3 separate regions of the Mus musculus genome follow, and regions 1 and 2 are each linked to region 3. A link is a contact called in public ChIA-PET data. All regions are on one chromosome and are shown on one strand. Each heading gives the region's core, a stretch centred on a gene start, on an enhancer-like site or on the middle of the called end of the contact. The rest is flanking DNA. Distances are from core to core; before and after follow the strand shown.

Region 1 (4,729 bases), core at 2,090-4,589, 420 kb before region 3:
GGCATTTCTCTCTCCCCTTGTCACTCATAATTACTTTGTGCTATTTCCTGAGGTAAGGGTCACATGTGTTAAAATCATTGCGACCTGATCTGGGCTTGAAGAATTCATGATCTGAGATGTGAGGTGGGCATTTAAACACCTCACTGTGTGTAAGTATCCTGGGAGCACTGTGTAAGGAGCAGTTGGATAAGCTCAAGGAGGTGCTGGATCAGAGGGCGTGGATTCAGTTGGGTCATTGAGAAAAGAGAGGGCTTAGAATCCCAGCCCTGATGGAAGAGTCTGTGGGTGGCAGAGGAGGCTGGGAGGGGTCAGTTGCCAACTGTTAGGAGCAAAGTTGTGTGATGGGTGTTCAGGGAATTGGGGGAGTAGCCAGAGAGAGTGGGGTCCCTTTAGCTGCAGGGACAATGCGGCCAGCGCTCATGTGGGGCCACCCCTTCATTCAGCTCCATGCACTCCTGTTTACTGCATCCTGATAGTACTGCTTGTAGTGACTTACATTTCTGCCATTTATCTAGTAGGCACATAAAGCGCTAGCTCAGAGTTATTGAGTGAGTGTATTTTTCTTGTACATGTGTATCATTTGTACTTCTTGCTACCTGCTTCCCCCTGTTAAAACAGTTTGTAATTGAGCCTTTTCAGTTTTTGTTTTTGTTGTTCTTGGGCGTGTAAGGCACATTATTGAAAGTCTGAACTCTTGAGTTCAAAATGCATCCTTCATTTTTGTGGCAGCTTCATGTTATGTTCTAACCCTGAGAATATTATTCTGATCATACTGAAAGAGACTGCTTTTTGCATGACAGCTTCATGCTTTCCCAGGTTAATTTTGTTAGCAAGCTGGCTATAAATAACAGGTAAAGAGCAAGTTCCACTGGTGTTCCTTCCCCATTTATTTCCTCTCTCCATGTTTTTTCTCCTGTAAGTTCATTTCTTCTCGCCATGACTTCCTCATCTGTCTTTCCTCCCGCTCATTCTTATCACAGAATATACAGTATGCTCCTGTGCCTCCTGTAAATTCAGGGAGGCAGCCAGCATCTAGCAGCATGTCTTACCATCCTCAGTGTCCAGTAATAGTTGTTTGGGAACGGCTTGTGTATTAATTTTTTTAATGCTAAGATCAAATACTTGACAGAAAGCAAGTAAAGAGTGCAAAGGTTTGTTTTGGTCACAGTGTTTTGGTCACAGGGAATACAATTTATATTAGTTACTCTCCTGTTGCTGTGATTGAATCCTGACAAAAAGCAACTTAAGAAAAGGTTTCGTCTGGCTCACAGTTCCAGAATATAGAGTCCTCCCCGGTGGGGAAGGGATGCAGCCGGAGCATGAGGCTGCCGGGCAGGCAGTCAGGGAGCAGAGAGGTCACATTTCCTGTGCACATGGGCACATAGGAAGTGCTGCCAGGCTATAAACCTTCAATGCCCGCCCTCAGTGATGGGCTTCCTGCAGCAAGGCTCTGCCTTCTAAAGAGTTCAGAACCTTCCTAAACAGCGGTACCAACTGGGGACCAAGTGTTCAGACACTGGAGCCTTTGGGGGGCATCCCTCATTCTAGTCACTATCGTTCCATTGTGGTAGGGATCACATGGCAGCCAGCATGTGAGGGCCTGGTCACATTGCATCCACAATCAGGAAGCAGAGATGATCAACTGGTGATCAGCTGGAATTTTCTTTTCACTTATTTCTGGAACCTAGTCCATGGGCTGGTATTCAGGGAAGGTCTTCCCTCCTGGGTCAAAAACTCCCACACAGATACACCCAAAGGTGTGTTTCCATGTTGCTTCTAAAGATTTATTTATTGCTATTTTATAAGTGTAAGTGTTTTTCTGTGTTGTACATATGTGTACCATGTGCATGCTTTGTGGCCAAAGAGGCCAGAGGAGGGCATTAAATTTCCTGAAACCTGGAGTTACAGATGGTTGTGAACTGCCAAGTGGGTGCTGGGAGCTGAATCCAGGTCCTCTGGAAGAGCAGCAAGTGCTTTTAACTGCAGAGCCATCTTACCAGCCTTGGGGGTGGGGTGGGGGGTGGGGGCTGGGGCTAGTCAAGTGCAGATTAACGGTGGGGACGGGATATGTGTGCTGTGGAGTTTCCTTCTTTTGGAAGCTCACCCTCCTCTGCCTCGCTTGCTGGCTGGGATGGTGCCCTTCCTTTCCCTTCCGAGGACGGTTGTCACATCACCTTCTGAACAGTTTTTCTCTTACATTTTTGTACATTTGTTTTTCAAGACAGGGTTTTTCTTTGTAGCCTTGGCTGTCCTGGAACTCACTTTGTAGATTAGGCTGACCTGGAACTCAAGAGATTCACCTGCCTCTGCCTCCTGGGCACTGGGATCAAAGGTGTGCGCCACCACCACCTGGCTCTTATTTATTAGTTTATTTGTTTATTTGTTTATTTATTTATTTATTTATTTATTTTAAATTAGTTATTTTATGTGTGTGGCTGTTTTGCTGCACATATGTGAACCTTCTGGGTGCAGTGCACTCAGAGTCCAGAAGAGGGCATCAGATACCCTGGGAATGGAATTACAGACAGTTATGATCTGCTATATGGGTGCCGGGAATTAGATTTCTCTGGAAGAGCTGCAGTATCCTTAATCAATGACCCATCTCCCAGTCCCTAATTTACCTAATTTAACTCTTTAAAAAAGTGTGTGTGTGTGCATGTGCTCGCACCTGCTGCCGGCTCTCTCACTAATGCTCCATTTTTTTAGTTCAGTGTTCTGTGGAGGTTCCTGCATTTAATTGTCATAGTTCTTTGGTTCCTGTGTCAGAGTTTGAAGAGTACTGGTTTAAAAAACCCACATCGTTGAAGAATGCCTGTGCCCTTTTCTGTCAGCTATTTCTTGGGCCTCACTGTTCCTAACTTTTTTTTTTTTTTTTTGGTTTTTTGAGACAGGGTTTTTCTGTATAGTCCTGGCTGTCCTGGAACTCACTTTGTAGACCAGGCTGGCCTCGAACTCAGAAATCTGCCTGCCTCTGCCTCCCGAGTGCTGGGATTAAAGGCGTGCACCACCACGCCTGGCTTGTTCCCAACTTTTTACTAGGTGTGGCTGTAGGCCCAGTCTTGTCCCTTCAGAGGAGCCCATCCAGTCTTCCGCTTCAGCTCCTTTATGTAGCTACCTGTTAGCCCTGGAGCTCTGATTGACATTTCTTGTGTCGACTGAACTTCTGGCCAGATGTTCAGCTATCACACAATCCTCTGCTTCCTCCTCTGCCCGCCCGCCCGCCCGCCCGCCCTCCCTTCCTCCCAGCCCAACTTTACATTTTAGTCAGGGCTGTCAGCTGCTCAGTGACTTGAAAGAAGCCTTGGGGCTCTTTCTCAGAGATGAAAGTGCTGCGAGATGAAAGATTCTCTCCCCCTAGACCGCATGAGCTTGTGAGCCAACTCCTTCCAGGAGGAGAAGGCCTGTGCCTGTGTGAGTGACTGACTCAGTCTGGGTAGGAAGAGGCCCAGTGAAGCTTGGGGAGCTTGCATTCCAGAGGGAGCTCCAAAGGTTTGAGGTCCCGGCACCCAGTGCCACACAGTGCTGCCACATGGGGTGGCATCAGCAAGGTGTGGGATCCTGAGCCAAACAGTCCCACTGTGGGACAGAGGCTTCCCAGAGGAGGAGGGCTGTGTCCTTAAGAGCCTTCTTTTTGTCCTCGTGTTTCCACCATCACCTCAAGCTGTAGCCCTGCAAGGCTTTGCCACTCAGGTGGCTTCCCAGATGTGGTGCTGTGGTGCTGTTGTCACGGTAGATAAGGGTCCATTTCCTTTGTATGCTGACAGACAATGCTCTTCTTCAGGCATGGAGGTCATATAGAGGTAGATGCAGCAGCCACTCCCTCTCCATTTCAGAAAGACTGGTTGGGGTAGGTCATAGTGAATAAATAGCCTCCTTAATTCTGGGGGTAAAATTGGTGACCAGTCTCTTTCTGTGCTTTCAGTGGCTGCCACTGTTTTTCAGTTGGGGGATTGAATGTATAAGGTTGAACACGATAGAGAATTTTTTCTATATAAAAATGACTGCATCAGGGAATGCAGAGGTTCAAAATAGCTCGTCAGTACTGTGGGAGGAAAGAATGGGAAACCTGTGAAGTAGCTTTAATGTTTAGCATGGCAGATGAATGCAGACTGTGGGTCAGATGGTCTGCATTTGAACCCCAGTCCTGCTGAGAGCTAGCTGTGTGACCTTGGTCCAGTTAATTAACCTCTTTAAGCCTTGGCTTTTATCTTTCAAATGGAGATCATCTAACAGGACTACCTCTAGTTCACCATCTCTAGAAATATTCTTACGTTATCATTACCATCTTTTAAAAACAAACAACCCCAAGGTCTTACCTTGTAGTCCTGACTGCCTTGGAATTCTATGTAGACCAGGCTGGCCTGGAACTCACAGGTCTGCTGCTGCTGATTTTTGAGTGCTGGGATTAAAGGCATGTGCCTCCGTGTCTGGGTATCACCTATATTAAAAAACCCAAAAAAACAAACAAACAAAAAACCAAAAAACAACAGGATTAAATGAGGCAGCGTGGCTGGTATAGTTCTCAGTAAATAGAAGCTGTTTATTTTTGATATGCCAAACAAACATGTTACCAGGAAGCAAGTTTGTCTTAAATTTTGCAAAGCTGCCTCAGTGTTCCCAAGATCTTTGGTTCCTTGGAGAATAAGGCTTAGAATTCAATAAAGCAAAATGAGAACAGTTTGTCACCCACACTTCCACAGTGTAGCATATTCTCAGTAGGCTAGAGCAC
Region 2 (4,209 bases), core at 926-3,425, 360 kb before region 3:
CGACCTCAAAAGGTGACTCAAGTAAGAGCTGGAAGTATGTTTTACCCAATGCCTCATGCCCTGTTTTTCCATCATGTGTAGGTACTGCTGAGGCAGAGCTTGGGGAAGGAGAGGTGGGATGATGACCATGAGAACCTTGCATTCACCAGCTTTGTAACCCTGCCTTTTCCTTTGTGCCACTCATCTCTGGCTTGCCCAGCCGGGGTCAGGACTAACTTGGGGTTAGGAAGCCATTAAGACCCCTTCCTTGCCTCGGAGTGCCTTGAAGAGGCCATGGGTTGAGAGAGCACTGCAGGCTGCCAGTTCTGCACTCAGTTTGCTCATTTGAATGGAGAGCTGTGACTAGGGGAATGGGGACATTTGGGGATTGACCTGTGATGTGTTCTTCTCTTCCTTTGCTTCCTATTCCCGCAGGTGGACGGGCAGGTGGCCGCATTGTTGGTGCAGAATCTGGAGCGCCTGGATGAGTCTGTGAGGGAGGAGGCTGATGGCGTCCACAACACCCTAGGTGAGGGGCTGGCACCAATTAACAACCAAATGGGTTTTGGTTTTTTTTTTTCCCCTATACTCCAAAGCTGCCTTTTAAAAATGAAGACCCATGTGTGCATTTCATGTAACTACAGCTTTGATTTGGTATATAGGCAATAAAAGCTGAAATCCACTAAGTAGGTACCCATCCAAGAGAAAATATAAAATATGCTGGCTCCTAAATTTTATTTTAAGATTTTACTGTTTCTAATTATGTATATATGTATGTTGGGGAGTGTTTGCACATCATTGTGGAGGCCAGGAGATCCTTGTTGGATTTCCTGTGCTAGAGTTAAAAGTGGTAGACCCTCTGATATAGGTGCTGGAAAGCAAACCCAGATCTTTGCAAGAGCAATATGAACACCTCTCCTTAGCAGCCTTTGCCTCCAAAAGTTAAGATGAAATCCTTGTGGGGCCCTTTCTGCCCTAGGAAGCAAAGTTTTAAATTTGTGGGTGATCTCGTGTCAGCTTCCCTCACCCACTTCCTTCAGTGGAGCTGCAGGTGTTTGCACATCTGTGGACATTACAAAAAGGTATTTGCATTGAAAGAGCCAGTGTTTCCTTGTCTTTGGTACAGACGGCTTGGCTAAGTGAGTTAAAATACTTCCAGCGACTCTGCTGCCCGAGTCCCATTCATTTCAGTGCATTCTTCTACAGTCCTTTCCTTCTCCCTCAAATCTCTCCAGCTTCTCCCTTCGCACAGTTGCCATATTTAAAGTCATGCCTTTGGGCAGGCCGCTTCCTCCCTGGCTGCTATTGTGTTAAACCAGCGGTGGCATCTTTGCAAGCTGAGCTCCAGCAATGAAGGGGGCCGAGCTGAAACAGGAGTTTCTATGAGATTAGTTTCCCTCCCGGCTCCTCTGTGCTTACTGCAGATCTCCCTTGTAGTGCTAGACTCTTCAGTGTGGATTATTGTAAAGAAGAGGGAAGATGGGCACCCAGGGAGTATGAGAGGGGAACACGACAGCCTGCGGTTGGGAGCTGGCTCTAGTGCAGAGGCAGAAGTTGGCATTGCCATCTGTCAGCCTAATGCTGGATTTTGCAACATGGAAAGCTTATCAAAAGTCTTAGCTGGCTGTTCATAAAAAGGCCCTGGTGTGGTAGGAAAGCGCAGCTCTGGCAAATCTGCCTGGTCTCTGCTCAGGCACCTACCACACTCAGATTCATGCCTCCTCCTTCCCACTCCTTGGGTGCCTGGTGTTTCTCAGACACAGTACTGGGAGCTAGGGCAGATCAGGAGGAGTCAGGCATGACTAATACAAGGGTGCTCTCATGGGAAAGCCCAGGACAGAGGAAGGAGTGCCAGTGACAAGAGCTATGATTAGTGTCAGTAAGAACATCCTAGAGACTGAGAGCAAGGGCCTTGAGTGTTGCAGGGGAGCTGACTGGGGCCCTTGGCCTGTGGAGGAGTCCGTGGCTGTCTTTGGCTAAGTCAAGCGAGGCTGTGCTTCTGGAAAATGAGGGCGGGAGGTGGGGTTGGGGCAGTGAGATCAGGGAGTGAGTCTGTCCAGAGTTTGGAAGACCCTGTGAACCATGGCAGGAAGTGTGGCTTTGTTTCTTGTGTGTAACAGGAGATCATGTGTAGTACGAACAGAACAAGATAAAATGAACAAGTGCTTGATTGAGAGAGACTGTTTGGTCTCTTGAGTCCCTCTGCTGCTCACTGTCAGCATGTGTCCCCTCCCTCATGACTGCCCGATCTCCTTTCAGTGGCTCTTGAGGAACCTGGCTTGGGTGAAAGAAAGAGCCTGGCTCTTGAGGAGCCTGGCTTGGGTTTCTTTGGCCCTTGCTCCTTCAGAATCCAGGCACAGCAGCACGCTCTGGATATTATGCTTTGAGAACACAGAACAGTGTCTGCCTTGTGAGAGTGGCCTGTTGTAAGATAGGAAGCAGAGGGGCCCTGGAGGGAAGGAAAGCATTTGATGTGGTAAGGGCAGTGGTGGTTTTTTTTAATGCTCTTCTTCTTGATGTCATAGCATGTAATAGCTTTTTTCCCTTTGCCTTCTAACTTTTAATTTTCCTATTAAGTCACACTTTGACTGTTGTAGGAGATAGCAGGACCAATTATTTGCTTCCCGATAGCTGGCAGCTACCTCTGCCGTCATGGCCTTTCCCCTCTGCACGCGTTAGTGTGCTCAATTAAGAAGATCATGCTCACCTCCCTGCCAGTGTCTTGGTTTTCATATGAATCACAATACCACAATGTGTGTGTGTGTGTGTGTGTGTGTGTGAGAGAGAGAGAGAGAGAGAGAGAGAGAGAGAGAGAGAGAGAGAGAGAGAGAAGAGAGAGAGAGAGAAGAGACTACCTGGCCCTAGGAGACCCTGCCCTAGCCTGACTAGCTGCAGACCTCTGGGACTGAGCGTGCTTTGCTAGGCAGCTCTCCACCCATCAGCGTGCTCTGCTCTGGAGTCACCTCTATTAGCATAAAAACCCATCCCTCATCTCTTCTGCGAATTCCGTCATTTTCAGTTATGACTTCTACTTGTAACATAACTTGAAGAAAAAGGGGAAAAAACATAGCAACTCCTTGGTTAATCTAAAAGTGACAACAGCATCTGTTGAGTAGAATACAGGGAAGTGGGACAAAGGCTAAAGTGCTTGTCATGGGAAGTGGGCTTGATGCGAGTAGGAGCAGAGAGATGCTTTCCCAGGTGACTGGTGTCTGTCTCTTTCAGCTATTGTGGAGAATATGGCCGAGTTCCGTCCGGAGATGTGCACAGAGGCTGCCCAGCAGGGACTCCTGCAGTGGCTGTTGAAGAGGCTGAAGGTAAGGGAGCCAGTGGCCCTGCCACCCATATGTCTCTGCTCTGGCTGTGGCTGGTGCCATGGTGTCGATAGACATCCTCCGACCTCCACATGTCTAGTTTGGGAAGTTTCTGGCCCTTTTGTTGCTTGTCTCCATCCCCAATAATCTTTTTGAGTTCTACTTTAAAAAAGCATCTGTTGTTAACAATATCATATATATTCTTTTAGAAAATTTCTGAACATACATAGGAGCTAGTGTTGTATGTTGACGTAAAAAGAATTATATAATGTTTTCTTATGCAAATTGTTTTTTCACTGAACTAATGATAGCCTAGTGTTCCATTGGACAGAAGTACCAATATTATTATTATTTTTTTTTTGAAATAGGGATTCATGTAGTCCAGGCTGGCCTGCAGTTCAGGAGACTTTGAACTCCTGATCTTCTTGCCTCTCCTTTCCATGTGCTGGGATTACATGTGTGTGCCTCCCTGCCCAATTTATGCAGGAGTGGGGATTGAACCCCTGGCCTTGTGCATGCTCAGCCATCACCCTAACAACTGAGCCACATCCTTTGCCGGGCTCTCAGTTTTAATTTTGACTGTTATAAGCAGTTTATAGTGGGTATCACATCTGAACACTATTCTGGTGCACTTAGCTTATCTGTGTGTTAAACCCCTACTAGTGGAACATTCAGGCCATAGGGTATTTGCATTAACGTTTGAGGCAGGTGTTGTAGAATTGTCACCTGTCAAGTTTGCCCTGCTGGCCACTCCCCTGTTGCTCCCGGGAATACCAGGCATCAACATACTTAAGGCTTTCGTGCACTTAGAAGTGAACATTGATGCTAGGCTACTTCAATTTACATTTTTAAATCAAAGAATGTGTATTGGCTTCCAGTTGCTTAGTAGCCATTCATGGGCTTGGGGAAGTGGTCC
Region 3 (4,717 bases), core at 79-2,578:
TTTCCCAGATCTCTTCTCAGTGTGGACACACCGAGTAAACCTCTCTTTCCTGCTTCTTTTAAAACCTTTTAGATTTATATATTATTTTACATATGTTGAGTGTTTTGTCTGTATGTATGTTTGACATGCACAGTGTCCTCGGAGATCAGAAGAGCATGTCAGATCCCTTGGGGCTGGAGTTACAGATGGCAGTAAGCTGGCCTGTGGATGCTGAGAATCAAACTCAAAAACAAGAGCTCTTAACTACTGAGCCATCACTCCAGCCCACGGTTTGGCTCCTTTAATTAGCTTGCTGAACACGGGTGGTTGAACCTGGCTTGGGCCATAGGCTGGGATTCCCAAGTCTGATAGCAAAAGTAGCCAAATTTCTCCAGGTTACCCTGGCAAGCAGAGGACAGGGGCTCATGGGCACGTTCTCTCCTTTGACCTAGTTCTTGCGGTTCTGCTCACAGGGTGGGCATGGCTCTGCAGCAACCATAACTATAACAAGGCCTCTTGGGAGCATTGTTCATGTTAGCTATTCACAAACTTGTTAGTAGGAAGCTCCCCACCCCTTAATGACTGTTTTGTTAAAGAGTAACATTATGCTTGTTCATTTGAAGTGTCCAGTTAACTAGGTCATGCTACACTGTTATTTGATTGGGTAAGATCCTAACTGTTTCTATAGACGTCTTCTGTTTTGTTGTTGTTATTGTTTCAGACAAGACAAACAAACATCTAACATTTTTAAAAGATATTTATTTATTTATTTATTTATTTATTTATTATATGTAAGTACACTGTAGCTGTCCTCAGACACTCCAGAAGAGAGAGTCAGATCTCATTACGTATGGTTATGAGCTACCATGTGGTTGCTGGGATTTGAACTCCTGACCTTCGGAAGAGCAGTCGGGTGCTCTTACCCACTGAGCCATCTCCCCAACCCCAACATCCAACATTTAAGTCAGGAAACTATAGCCAACGAGCCTCCATTCAGTTACTCCAGAGGGAGGTCCTTGCCCATAGACTGACTTCTGATTCAAATAGCTATATCATCTCCTTCCTGACTCTAGCCTGTTGGTCTACCCTGAGGATCAAGCCTGTATCAATAGTCTATCTGTAAATTGATCTATGTATCTATTCGTCTGTCTATCATTTATCATCACACACACATACGGTTCTGTTTTGTACTTCGCTGAAAAGCTTTAGTACTGGCATACACACAAGGAAGTGCTCACAAGTGAACAGCCTGGTGAGTTTTCACACACTGACAAACCAGATCAGGAAGTGGGGCGCCACACATCTTCCTGTAAGTCCCCTTTCGCTTTCACTGGGTCACTGACCACAAAGGCCTGCAGGCACCTCCCTGCTGTCTGGCAGTGCAGAATTAACCAGCCTCCTCTAGAGCTCTGTGTAGGTGGATCTAGCTTCCTTCCTGGATCTTCCACTCGCTCCCATGTTTGAGTGTGATGCTTCTCTCTGTGTCTCTGTGGACAGTCATGCCTGGCTCCTCTTCTGTGGTACACAGAGTTCTTGGGTTGTCTCACCTCAGGGCGCGAATCCCTTCAGCTCTGACGGGTGTGACACTTTTCCCACTTGGGGCTGTTAGGAGTGGTTAGAACACAAATGTTCTTGCATATGTGAACAGTTTCTAGTTGAAGCTTTACTTTTGGTTTCATTTGGTTTTGAATGAACTACAGTGTCTCATGTAGCCAAGGATGGCCTCAAATTTGCTATGTAGCTAGGATGACTTGGAACTCTTGATCTTCCTGCTTTCAGCTCCCAAGCCTGAACCCACAAGTGTAATTACCCAAGCCTTTTTATTTATATTAAGTGCTTGATCTTACTTTTGAAATGGAACTCATGGGTAATAAAACACACACGCACACACACCAATCATATAAAGAAGGAATAGAAAGGAAGTTACTTATAATAAGATAATGTGTTTCAATATAATCTTGGGAACAACCACCCAGGAAGGGATAAGAAAATATCAGACTCGGGGTCACACATAATGAGTAAATTCAGATTCCAAGGAGGTGAGCAGCCCAGCGACCCTTAGACCCAGGAATCAGGAAGATGAAAAGAAGGGTTTCAGCTGGAAAGGAAAATAATGCCTGCTATCAGGGCAGGGCATAATAGCCTGTGCTCATCTGCATGTGGCCAGAGGAGGAGAAATAACTGTAGCTGAAAAAAGAGAGCATGCAGGAAGACACATGGCACATGTCACCTGCAGAGAGTCAGCAAGGGCCCCCGGAGAACAGAGATACGCAGTTCCCAGCTGATGTCACAATTAGAAAGTGCACCCCTAGCTCAGAGATGCCTCATGTCTGCACCAAGCCTCATGTGACCACATCCCTTATTTGGAAGAGGGGACGAATCACAAGAATCCACCATCTACCCAGTGATATGGGGACGCCAGTGGCACACTAGAACTGGATGCTAAGCCTATGGGGAAGCCAGTGGCACACTACTAAGCCTGTAGGAGCCTCATCCCTCCATCCCCCACACATTGGTTTTGCTATGCTTGCAGGAATTAGAGCCACGCTCAGAACCCTTTTCCTATAACTCTGCCATTGGAGATGGTCCAACTTTCTGACCAGACGGGCTGTGTGGAATGAGAAAATGATTCAGAAACTGAGTCACCGTTCTTGTCCCATGTCTGCTTCTCTGTCAGTAACAACCTGTTCCCGAGCTAGAGTCCTTCTTTGACTTCCTGCAAAGTCCTTTGGCTCTGCTGTGGATGAAAACCTGATCTGTTTAGATTTGTGGTGTGTTTTTTTTTTTTAATTTTTGTTTTTGTTTTTTGTTGTTGTTGTTGTTTGTTAGTGGGCGTTTGAGCGTAGTGAAGGAAGTCAGGGAATGCTCTGTTGGAGGAGAGGAAGAGATGGTTTCGGACATTTTGGCGAGACCCAGGATCCCTGATTCTTGGACCCAAAATATCACTACGACCCTTAATTCCTTAATTGTTGTGACATCCAAAATAACCTTATAAATTGTAAAATGCCCCCCGGAGACCTGCTGACTTAAACTCACACTGCCTCAGTGACCGAGGCTGGCTGGTGTCTGAGTCCAGGCACCGCACAGGCTGTCGGAAAGTGCCCCTTGCCCCTTGTGTTCTCCTCACACTTTGCCCATCGGTCCTGCTGTTCCAGGTCTTTAGACACTATGGTTCTGATGTCCTATGACATATTGGCTCTCCTGAGTCATCTTTCTATTTTAAAGTGATCTGCCGACAACTTGTTGACCTCACAGTGTGAGCCTGTGCTCCATCAACTCCTGAAGAAAGCTTAGACGTTAGCGTTCATCCGCAGAAACTGCAGTTCTGAGTGGAGAGGTGACTTGCACAGGATCACTCAGTGAGTCAGCGGAGCCCAGGACCCAGCAGTTGACCTGTTCCAGCCCCTGGGACCTTTAATTCCTCTGATAGCGACTCAGCAGCCTGGAGTAGGACCACACACCGCTCAGATTTGGCCTAAAAAGGGGTGGAATCCAGGGACCTGCTCCAGCCAAGTGCACAGCATCCACAGTCTGATTTCAACACCTGGCTAGACGCCACTGGAGGGCAGTGAGCCAGCGCTTTGGGGGGGGGGGGGGAGTGAAGAGGGTGCACAGCTTTGCCTGATTAGAGACACCAGGAGATGTCATTCAGGCATCAGTGTCAGAGTAGTGGAAAGGGGGTGGGGAGGGGACTGGCATGTGACTGACCTCCATGTTGCCTTGGACTCAGTTTTCCCATCAGTGGAGCAGCCCCTCTGTGGTGGTTAATTTGTGTCGACAGTCAACTTAACAGGAACTTTCTCACCTAGGAGACAAAACTTAGGTTGAGTTAACTGAGGTGGGGAGGCTCAACCTTCCTGTGGGTGGCATCACCCCACGCATTGGAATCTCAAGAAACTGACTTCATGACTTTCCAGTTCCTGACTTGGATGCAATAGGACACACCACCTCCAGCTCCTGTCCCCACGTCCTCTCCACCGTGAAGGACTGCACGTTCTGTGAGCCAAGTGAACCCTCCCTTCCTTAGGCTGCTTCAGTCACAGATTTTGTTATAGTGACCAGCAACATACTCATTACACCCTCTCCCAACCCCCTTTTGTCTCCAGTAAGGTATTGTAAGAATCCAAGGCAGCCTGAAGTATTTAGCCTCTTTAGAGCATTCCAAAGACGCTGACTTGTTCTGACACGGGAGCCACTGGAGAAGCAAGAGCTATGAGAAGAAGTCAGCCTTGGTTGGGTTTTAGAGGAGGCTCTTGATGCTGGCGGGAGGGGGGGGGGTGACACTGAGGGGAGCCTTGAAACAGGTGGGCAAGTGAGGGGCTACTGCCATAATCCAGGGGTGGGATGATAGTGGGAGCAGATGTTAAAGGGTCAAAGGTCAGATTCTGGGTACCTTCAGTGTGGTGTGAGAGACAGCTGATAAAATTGGGTGGAAGGGTTCTGACCCCCGTGGAAGACAGTTGTCATTGACTGGGATGGGGAGATACTGAAAGAGATGATGGCTTAGCCCGGGACATGGGAAGTGTGACTTGCCTGAGACACCCAAGTGGGAATATCAAGTCTGTTGTAACTGAACAAATAAGTGTGCTGTCCCTCCCTGGCTAGCCGGTGACCTCAACACTTTGTCCTTGACATTCTGAGGAAGGGCGACGTGGTTGTGCATAATCGCATTTCTTGGGAGCACCTGAACTACGACCACTAGTATTTCTCTCTGCAGGGCTACTTCATGGTCCAGTCT

The links. ChIA-PET counts read pairs in DNA pulled down with a chosen protein or histone mark.
Region 1: an RNA polymerase II ChIA-PET map of memory CD8 T cells shows a contact between it and region 3, with 12 read pairs. The contact joins two enhancer-like sites. A contact is called at or near these places in 6 of 39 promoter capture datasets (3T3-L1-derived adipocytes, the C10 cell line, embryonic stem cells and 2 more), 2 of 484 Hi-C or Micro-C datasets (both in embryonic stem cells) and 6 of 115 datasets of contacts at active chromatin or transcription factors (T-cell acute lymphoblastic leukemia, embryonic stem cells and memory CD8 T cells).
Region 2: an RNA polymerase II ChIA-PET map of memory CD8 T cells shows a contact between it and region 3, with 5 read pairs. The contact joins two enhancer-like sites.

What each region holds. Positions count from the first base shown.
Region 1 is chr2:157,743,437-157,748,165 of GRCm38.p6, forward strand. The region is part of intron 1 of Ctnnbl1 (catenin, beta like 1); the gene reads left to right. Among named protein-coding and RNA genes, the nearest start is that of Ctnnbl1, 8.4 kb to the left of the region's middle. Within about 2 kb of position 3,340, at least 42 of the 459 cell types and tissues checked have an H3K27ac peak or open chromatin away from gene starts, as enhancers often do. A contact at or near this core is called in T-cell acute lymphoblastic leukemia and memory CD8 T cells, where this site is marked.
Region 2 is chr2:157,806,261-157,810,469 of GRCm38.p6, forward strand. It overlaps Ctnnbl1 (catenin, beta like 1), which reads left to right. Exons shown (of 16, transcript NM_025680.4): 6 at 415-508; 7 at 3,205-3,296. Among named protein-coding and RNA genes, the nearest start is that of Ctnnbl1, 71 kb to the left of the region's middle. Within about 2 kb of position 2,176, at least 76 of the 459 cell types and tissues checked have an H3K27ac peak or open chromatin away from gene starts, as enhancers often do. A contact at or near this core is called in memory CD8 T cells, where this site is marked.
Region 3 is chr2:158,165,488-158,170,204 of GRCm38.p6, forward strand. No RefSeq gene overlaps it. Among named protein-coding and RNA genes, the nearest start is that of Gm34514, 11 kb to the right of the region's middle. Within about 2 kb of position 1,329, at least 152 of the 459 cell types and tissues checked have an H3K27ac peak or open chromatin away from gene starts, as enhancers often do. A contact at or near this core is called in T-cell acute lymphoblastic leukemia and memory CD8 T cells, where this site is marked.